Linked DNA regions of Sus scrofa: region 2 is linked to region 1. Evidence: chromatin contacts called from public Hi-C data. All regions are on one chromosome and are shown on one strand. Each heading gives the region's core, a stretch centred on a gene start, on an enhancer-like site or on the middle of the called end of the contact. The rest is flanking DNA. Distances are from core to core; before and after follow the strand shown. Region 1 overlaps ELL (RNA polymerase II elongation factor ELL). Region 2 has its middle 13 kb from the start of GDF15.

What was found. Hi-C and Micro-C count contacts between places; a contact is called where the count stands out from the background.
Region 2: a contact with region 1 is called in a Hi-C map of liver, with 2.4 times the contacts expected there. The contact joins two enhancer-like sites. A contact is called at or near these places in 1 of 47 Hi-C or Micro-C datasets (liver) and 1 of 2 datasets of contacts at active chromatin or transcription factors (alveolar macrophages).

What each region holds. Positions count from the first base shown.
Region 1 is chr2:59,292,239-59,296,375 of Sscrofa11.1, reverse strand. The region is part of intron 1 of ELL (RNA polymerase II elongation factor ELL); the gene reads right to left. Among named protein-coding and RNA genes, the nearest start is that of ELL, 17 kb to the right of the region's middle. Within about 2 kb of position 1,600, at least 39 of the 83 cell types and tissues checked have an H3K27ac peak or open chromatin away from gene starts, as enhancers often do. A contact at or near this core is called in alveolar macrophages and liver, where this site is marked.
Region 2 is chr2:59,422,359-59,426,883 of Sscrofa11.1, reverse strand. No RefSeq gene overlaps it. Among named protein-coding and RNA genes, the nearest start is that of GDF15, 13 kb to the right of the region's middle. Within about 2 kb of position 1,928, at least 30 of the 83 cell types and tissues checked have an H3K27ac peak or open chromatin away from gene starts, as enhancers often do. A contact at or near this core is called in alveolar macrophages and liver, where this site is marked.

The DNA of each region.
Region 1 (4,137 bases), core at 351-2,850:
CCTGCGTCCTCCAATGACCTGCTTCAACCACCTCCAAGTTTGCCCACCCTGAGCTTAGCAGCAGCAGAGGGACACCCACTGTGTGCTCTCTCTTGAATGGCTGAGCACCAGGAGCCCCAAGAAGAGGGCATGCAAGCAGGTGCCACTTCCACTCAGACCAACCACTCACTGAGGCTGATCCGTGCTGAGTAGATCACACACTTGGCAATTCCTGTCACACGAAAGCCTCCAAGCCTTGGTGAATTCACACATGAGAGACAAAAGCAGGAAGAGGAGAGGCAGGTGGCAGGAGCTATGTGAAGATCTCAGGACAAAGTGCAATCAGAGCCATGGCTCTGGGGCACAGACCCTGGTGAATCACCTTCAACCCCTGGGGAAAAAGGGATCCAAAACCTTGTGTCTTTGCAGCACGGCATCAGTCCAACCTCCACTGACAGACAGACGGTTAGCCTCACCCTACACACCCAGCCACCGGCAAACTCCATTCACTGGCTGCAATCTCAGAGCCCAGGCTCACCTGGGAGATCATTAACCTCATCTGCTCAATAACCCTCCTCACAAAGATGCCAGAGCTAAAAGCAGGGAGGGCCAGGGGCCACGTACCATTAATCCTTCACTCTAGGCCAGACACCACTTCAGAATCCTTCTTAACAAAGTTCCACTTCCAGTGGGGAGGAGCTGGCACAGTTCACCGGGTCATGTTGGCTCCACACACAAGGCCCTCGACTAAAAGGACCCTGTGCATGGGTAAGGGAGCAGGCATGGGCCTGTGCCCTCCCCACAGCAGGCTGGAGACAAGCTGGACACAGAAAACCAGGGCTGTCTGTCCTCGTCCCACTTGCCAGATCCACTGTGAACTTAGCGTATTTCACTGGAACGAGCAGACATCTGTGAGCATCCAATACCAAAAATAGTACAACCAGGGGAGGAAGGAACACATTCTTCTAGCTGTGGCCTGCCCCTGCCTCAGACATCTCCCCGAAGTCTCTCTGCCCTGGGACGTCCCCAGTACGATCCCCTGCTCTGGACCTCACCCTTCCCTTAGGCCTCCCCTTGCACCGTCCCCCCTGCCCAGCCTGCCACAGCTCAACAGTCCCACCCAATTCTAAAAAAGGAGAAACACCACCAAATGATAAGAACAGCAAAATCATGCCATTTCTGCTAACAGAACCCAAAAACCATAGCCCCTTAGCAGAGGCCTGCCCAAGAAGCCCTTCTCCAGTGTGTAACTCCAAATCATCTACAGACGGCACATGTCAGAATCTAACTACAGGTGGCACTGGGCCAGAGCTGAGAACGCAAAGCTCCAAGAGTTCACCAAGCACCAGCCCCCAGCCCCGCCTGTGGAGAGCTCACTCCTGGGGAGCGGGAGACTCTTGCTGCCCACTGTCTCCAAACAAGGGAGCCATCTGAAACCACCGTCATCTGACTGCTACCAGACCATGAAACATACATTCAAAAACACTATATGAACTGAACCCTTAAGGGGCACAGCCCTGCCTCAGAAGATGAAACTGGCCCTGCTGTTACACCCTGGGACTGAGGCCAAGGGACCAGGGGAACTTCAGCCAGAGCCTGACTGGAATCACAGGCAGAAGCTCACCCTCCCAGCTCCAACAGGGACATGCACACGGCCCTTCCCACTCAGGCTGTGCAACTCTGTTTCCAGAGTTCACCAGAAGGTCACACATAAAAAGACCAGGCCCACTGGAAGCTGTGCCAGGCTTGATACTGCCTGAGAAAAGCTGCTCCTGGGAAAACCAGGGATGCATGAGGGGTGGGAAGCATTCAGTCTGCATGAAATTGGGAGGGCAGGCAGCTCCAAAGTGGACACCCTCAGGTTTTAGGCTTGATTTAATCTGTGCTGACCTGACTATGGACCATCCCAACTATGACATGAAGGGGCCAGACCCAAAAGACCCTGCCAGGTCTCGGTCTAACCCTGAGATATAATGGCAAGAGGTCTGCTGCACACAACAGCACAGGAAACAGGTCCGAGGCCTAAGCTCTGCCCCAGGAGAGCACAGCCTGCTAACGCACCCATCTCGACACTCAACCACAAGCTTCTCTGAAAAGGACAAGAGTCACTGTCTCAGTCTTTTGAGGGCCAGTCCCTGTTGCAAACAGTCTGCCACCTTCAGAGTGCAAAAGGAGCCATAGACAACACCACTGTGTCCCAATAAAGCTCTACTTACAAACACAGGTGGGGGCCAGATTTGGCCTGTAGGCCATGGTTTACAGGCTCATTTTATACTCCAAGGTTGACACCGAAAAAGGGAAGAGGCCCTAACAGTGCACTTCATCAGCAGCCTCATCCGATCCATTCTGTTCACTCAACATGGTGGCAAACTGCCAAGGCCTTAGTTTGGGGGGCTGGCAGCTACAATGGGCACAAGAGATGTTACCTTCTTCAGGGGCAGAAAGAGGGCTCATGAGCTCTACCACTAATCCCACAAGTAAAGGAAGCATCTGGAAGGGGGACACAGCACAGGCTCACTGTCAGGACCTTGAGAACATGGTAAGGAGGGACCCATCATCAAGGGCAAGGCCAAGATGAGCTTGCCCCTGCTCTAGCCCCTGTGAACCCAGCTGTACTGACTTGATTCAGTGGGTGTTCCCTTGCGGGAAATGTTGTACCGGGACACTTAAATCACTCCCTCCAGATGTGGGGAGAACCACGTGATCCACAGCAGGAATCTGAATTTCCCCAAAAAGTCACTGTTTTTAAAAAGGGAGGGTGTTCCTGTCATGGCACAGCGGAAATGAATCCAACTAGTATCCTTGAGGATATGGGTTCAATCCCTGGCCCCACTCAGTAGGTTAAGGATCCGGCATTGCTGTGAGCTGTGGTGTAGGTCGCAGACATGGCTTGGATCTGGTGTTGCTGTGGCTGTGGCGTAGGCCAGCAGCTGTAGCTCCGATTAGACCACTGGCCTGGGAACTTCCATATGCCTCAGGTGTGGCCCTTAAAAAAAAAAAGGGGAAAAGGATAAATGAACCACCTGACCCACTTACCCTCCTCAGGGCACTAGCAGAAGGCAAGGTCACCCTGAACCCTCTGGGTCCCAGAGACACCACCCTCACCAAGAAGGGCAGCATAACAGGGTGACCACCCCAACCAGGGCTTCCCTTAGATCAGCCTCTCCTGAATCAAGGAAACCTCCCCTGAACCAAAGTGGGGCCCAGGGCATTTGCACACGCACGCAGACATGCACGTGCATGCAAGAGTGCGCGCACACACACACACACACACACACACACACACCCATACAGGAGGAAGGGAGGCAGAAGCAAGAGAGAAAGGAGGCATAACTTCCCTTGCTGGAGGCCCCCCAGGACAAGTAGGCTGCATCTGCCCACAGGGTCCAGAAAAAAAAACACAGCTCCTCCTCCTTCCCATGCACCTTCACAAAAGCCTTGAGGTTAAGTCAAAGGCAGGAGCAGGTACAGTGGTACTGGAGGTCCTAAATGCTGAACCTCAGCCCCCACTTGCCCAGCACCCCAAAAAGGTCAGAGCCTGATCCTGGGGGCCTCCAGGCTGCTTCCCACCTGGAAGAAAGCCCATTTTCATAAACGGTCCCCCTGTGATTCAACATGGGACACCAACAGCTAAACTCACAAAAGCAGAGGAGATTCTGCCCCATCTAAACTCATAACCAGAAAGAGATGAGCAGCCTCAGGTACCTGCAGGGAGAGCCCAGACCCTCCCTGCCACATGACCTTGGGGCCTCTGTTTGGTTTTAGCAGGAGTGGGGAGCACAGGTCTTGCCTCTGAGAGGGCCAGGAAGTGGTAAGGGTGACAAAGAACTGCTCTACCTAGGTTGATCCCACATCAAACACATTCCCACCCTTTACTGGCCCTCAGCCCCTACTGCTTGCCCCCTCCCCACAGGTTCTCTGGACCACCCCAGGTACTTACTGACTCTCTCAACTTAGACACTTGGGGTTGACTGGGCCCAGGCTTCTGCACCATCACTGTCATCTCCACTTGACCACAGCTTCTCATCCAGGGCAGGGCCACACCTGTTCTCCCTGCCCTTCCTGTCATCTGCTCCCAGGTGACACTGCTCAAGATCTTCCCTTAGGCAGGACCCGAAGCCAGCCCAAGCTCACTTCAAGTACAGGGACCAACATACC
Region 2 (4,525 bases), core at 679-3,178, 130 kb before region 1:
TCTATCCCAAACTTTATTCCCTTTCATGTCCCTTCTGACCTCCATCCTGGGCTAACTGAACAACTGATCAACCAGAGTCAGATGATTAAAATTGTTGATGTTGATAACATCATTAATGTACTAAAATTGAAGATAACATCGCTAACATAGGAGCGCAGGTTGTTTCCCCAGGGCAAGATAAGCTCACAGACCCTGGAGCCATGGACCACCTGGCCAGAGAATTGTAAACCAGGGCCATTCTGATACCTGGAACTGTGATTAAGAAATGTCACAGCCCTGGGTCACTTTGCTGTACAGCAGAAATTGGCATAATTGTAACTCAACTATAATTTTTTTTTTAATAAAAAGAGGAGTTCCTGTTGTGGCTTAGCAGGTTAACCAATGTACTGTCTGTAAGGATGCAGGTTCGATACCTGGCCTTGCTCAGTGGGTTAAGAATCCATTGTTGCCACAAGCTGTGGCATAGGTCACAGATTTGGCTTGGATCTGGCATTGCTATGGCTGTGATTCAACCCCTAGCCTAAGAAATTCCTTATGCCATAGTGAGGCCATAAAAAGAAAAGAAAAAAAAATGTCACAGCAAGATTACAAGATGATTAATCTCTTTGTTCTTCCCCTTAAAAAGAAAAAAGAAAAAAGAAAAAAACCCTCACTCAAAGACCAAGGTGAAGTGGATCAGAGCCTTGTCTCCCACTCCTTTGCTTGGAGTCCTGCAATAAACGCTGTACTTTCCTTCATCACAACCTGGTGTCAGTAGATTGGCTTTGCTGTGCTTAGGATGATCCAACCCTCATTTGGTTTGGTGCAGTAGACATTCAAACTTTCTTCCCCTGGTATTTATTTCTTTGCTCTACACTCTGCTGCAGAAGTAGATGTCTCCCCAAACCATCACCACCATTCACTATTGTGATGTCTCTCAGGGAGTTTTCATGGCCCTTCTCTGAACCAGACCTACCTTGATGAACTGATACCTATCCCTCAGTCCCTGGGAATTTGACTTTATTTCAGAAAAGGGCCTATGCAGATACAGTTAAGTTTGATGTAATGACAAAGATCTTGGGATAAAATTGTTCTGGATTTACAATAGACCCTAAATATAAAAACAGAAGAAATAAGAGTTCCAGTTGTGACTCAGCAGGTTAAGAAGCTGACTAGTATCCATGAGGATGCAGGTTCCATCCCTGGCTTTGCTCAGTGGGTTAAGGATCTGGCATTGCACAAGCCTATGGTGTAGGTTGCAGATGAGGCTTGGATTCAGTGTTGCTGTGGCTGTGGCATAGGCTCTGATTCAATCCCTAGCCCAGGAACTTCTATATGTTGCAGGTGCAGCTATAAAAAGAAAAAAAAAGAGGGAGTTCCCACTGTGGTGCAGCAGAAACAAATCCAACTAGTATCATGAGGATTGGGTTCGATCCCTGGCCTCGATCAGTGGTTTGGGGGTCTAGTGTTGCTGTGAGCTGCAGTGTAGGTTGCAGACATGGCTAGGATCCTGAGTTGCTGTGGATGTGATGTAGGCCATCAGCTGTAGCTCCCATTTGACCCTTAGGCTGGGAACTTCCATATGCTGCAGTGTGGCCCTAAAAAACAAACAAAAAATAAATAAATAAAAAGAAAAAAAACAAAAAAAGAAAAATAAAAACAGGAGAGATAGACAGAGAAAGGGAGAAAGAAATGGGAAATCAGAGGCACAGACTTAAGTGATGGAGCCACAGGCCAAGGAACATCTGGGGCCACTAGAAGCTGGAAGAGGCCAGGAAGCCTCCTCCCCTAAGACTTCAGAGAGGACACAGCCCTGCTGACCCTTGATTTCAAAATTCCGGACACCAGAACTGTGAGAGAATAAATTCCTGTTGTTTTAAGTCACCTAGTCTACAGCAATGTGTTAACAGCAGCCACAGGACACTGATATAGGGACACTGGAATTTGGTCCTTGGGAAGGCCATGGTCTGGCAGGGCACAGACCCAGACTTGGATGCTCTAGCCCTGTGTGGTCAAGGTGGGGCCAGAGGAAGGCCCCTCAGCTTGAGGGCAACAGAGAAGAGAGCAAGGAAGTCTTTACTGGAAGATGGGGCATCAAAGGTGGGGTTTAAGAGATAAATAGGAGATTGCCAGTGGGGGCCATTCTTTCTAAGCAGACTTGCCCTGGCCTGTCTGAGCCTAACTCTGGCTGAAACTGAGATTTTATTGGCCAACCACTCATAATAGTAATAGAAATGAGTTCTACAACATTGCGATTGTAGTTACAATCAAGCTTCATACTAATACTGAGAAACTGAGTTTTGAAGAAGTTAGTAATACTTCCCAAATCTGCTTGGCCTCTCAAGAACTAAGCCAGGATTTGAACCCAGGCTGGCTAGGGACCCCTGTCTACAACACAGAGGCATACTGACCTAGAGGGATGTTCACAGCAATAGGACAGCAATTCTCCTTGTCCACTGAACTCATAGATTTTTAAATAACCTGATTTTTTTCACCATGTCCGGATCTGACGTCATGACCATGTTTGCCTTGAATCACGAGAAACAAACCACAGAAGTGGGTATTTACTTGTGTGTTTGATGAGGGTGCCTCCAGCCAACAGTAATCGGTAAGAAACATTTTGGGAGGTTTGGGGCTGAGCCAAGTGGAGGGAACAGCTTGACCCCTGGCCTCCATGTTCTGTTTACCTCTGCCCCGACTTGGCCTGCAGGACTTGAGGAATGCATGGTCCCGGCCCACTAAGCTCATTGCTGGCTGGATGCCCACAGCCTGCCCCATCGCTCCTCCCAGTTTGGCCACGGGGCTGACTATGAGGTCATCAGCTAATGTGCTGTGAAGGGGAGCCAGATCAGCCCAGCTGCCAGCATGCCAGAGTCTGGTGAAGTGGAAATCGCCCTGGAGCTAATGTCACCCTTTCCTGTTTCCAGGGATCACCCATGAGCTTTGTCCCCCTTGAGAAGTTCCAGGAATAAAATGATCTAATGACTGGTCCTACTTGTAAAGTAACAGACACCCACTCATGAGTCAGCAGTTCCACACCCAGACATGCACAGTAGAATACTATATAGCAATGAAAAAGAAAGACCCACACAACAGATGAACACAGCAATTCATAGACATGGTGGTGAGTGAAAGTCAGCAGACAGAAAAGGGGATGTGCTGGCCGGTTCTGTACCAAAATTAGCCATAGTAACAGGTAAGCACAGCTGTTAATCCAGAGGTAGGAGGAATGATGGGACAGGTGTGGGGCTGAGAATGCTCTGGAGCTTCATTTGGGAAGGGGTTATGTGCAATGTCATTGAACTTAACACCTAAGATTAGTCCTTTTGGCTTTCTGTAAGTTGTATGTTGGTTTTATGTTTGTTTGTTTGTCTTTTTGTCTTTTAGGGCCACACCTGTGGCATGAGGAGGTACCCAGGCTAGGGGTCCAATCGGAATTGTAGCCACAGTAAAGGGGGATCCGAGCCATGTCTGCGACCTACACCACAGCTCACAAAAACGCCAGATCCTTAACCCACTGAGCGAGGCCAGGGATCAAACCCAAGACCTCATGGATACTAGTTGGGTTCGTTAACTGTTGAGCCATGACGGAAACGCCTAGGGTTTTTGTGGGTTTTTTTGGCTGCACTCGTGGCATGTGGAAGTTCCCAGGCCAGAGATCAAACTCGAGCCACAGAAGCAACCCAAGTTGCTGCAGTAACAACGCTGGATTGTTAACCCACTGTGTCACAAGAGAATGCCTTGAAGTCATATCTATTTTTTTTTTTCTTTTTTTTTTTTGCTTCTTAGGGCCACATCCATGGCATATGGAGGTTCCCAGGCTAGGGGTTGAATTGGAGCTACAGCTGTCAGACACAGCCACAGTAATGTGGGATCTAAGCCATGTCTATGACCTATCCCATAGCTCTTGGCAACACTGGATTCTCAACCCACTGATTGAGGGCAGGGATCGAACCCACAACCCCATGGTTCCTAGTCAGATTCGTTTCTGTCGAGCCATGACGGGAACTCCTAAGACATATCCTTTTTTTTTTTTTTTTTTTTTTTTTTTTGTCTTTTTGCCTTTTCTAGAGCCCCTCCTGCGGCATATGGAGGTCAAATCGGAGGCTAGGGGTCAAATCGGAGCTGTAGCCGCCAGCCTACGCCACAGCCACAGTAACTCCGGATCCAAGCCGTGTGGGTGAACTACACCACAGCTCACAGAAATGCCAGATCCTTAACCCACTGATTGGGGCCAGGGATCGAACCCACAACCTCATGGCTCCTACTTGGATTCGCTTCCCCTGTGCCACGACAAGAATGCCTCAACTATACTTTCATAACAAAAATTTTAAAAAAATCAAAAGGCAGAGGGCTGTAGAAAACATTCCAGTGATGTAGATCTCGAATGACCATATGACCCTGCCATCCCACTTCTGGGTCCATCCTCACAGAACTGAAAACAGGTCCTTGGAGTCCCCTGGTGGCTCAGCAAGTTAAGGATCTTGCATTGTCACTGCTGTGGCATGGGTTTAATCCCTGGCCCAGGAACTTCCACATCATGGGC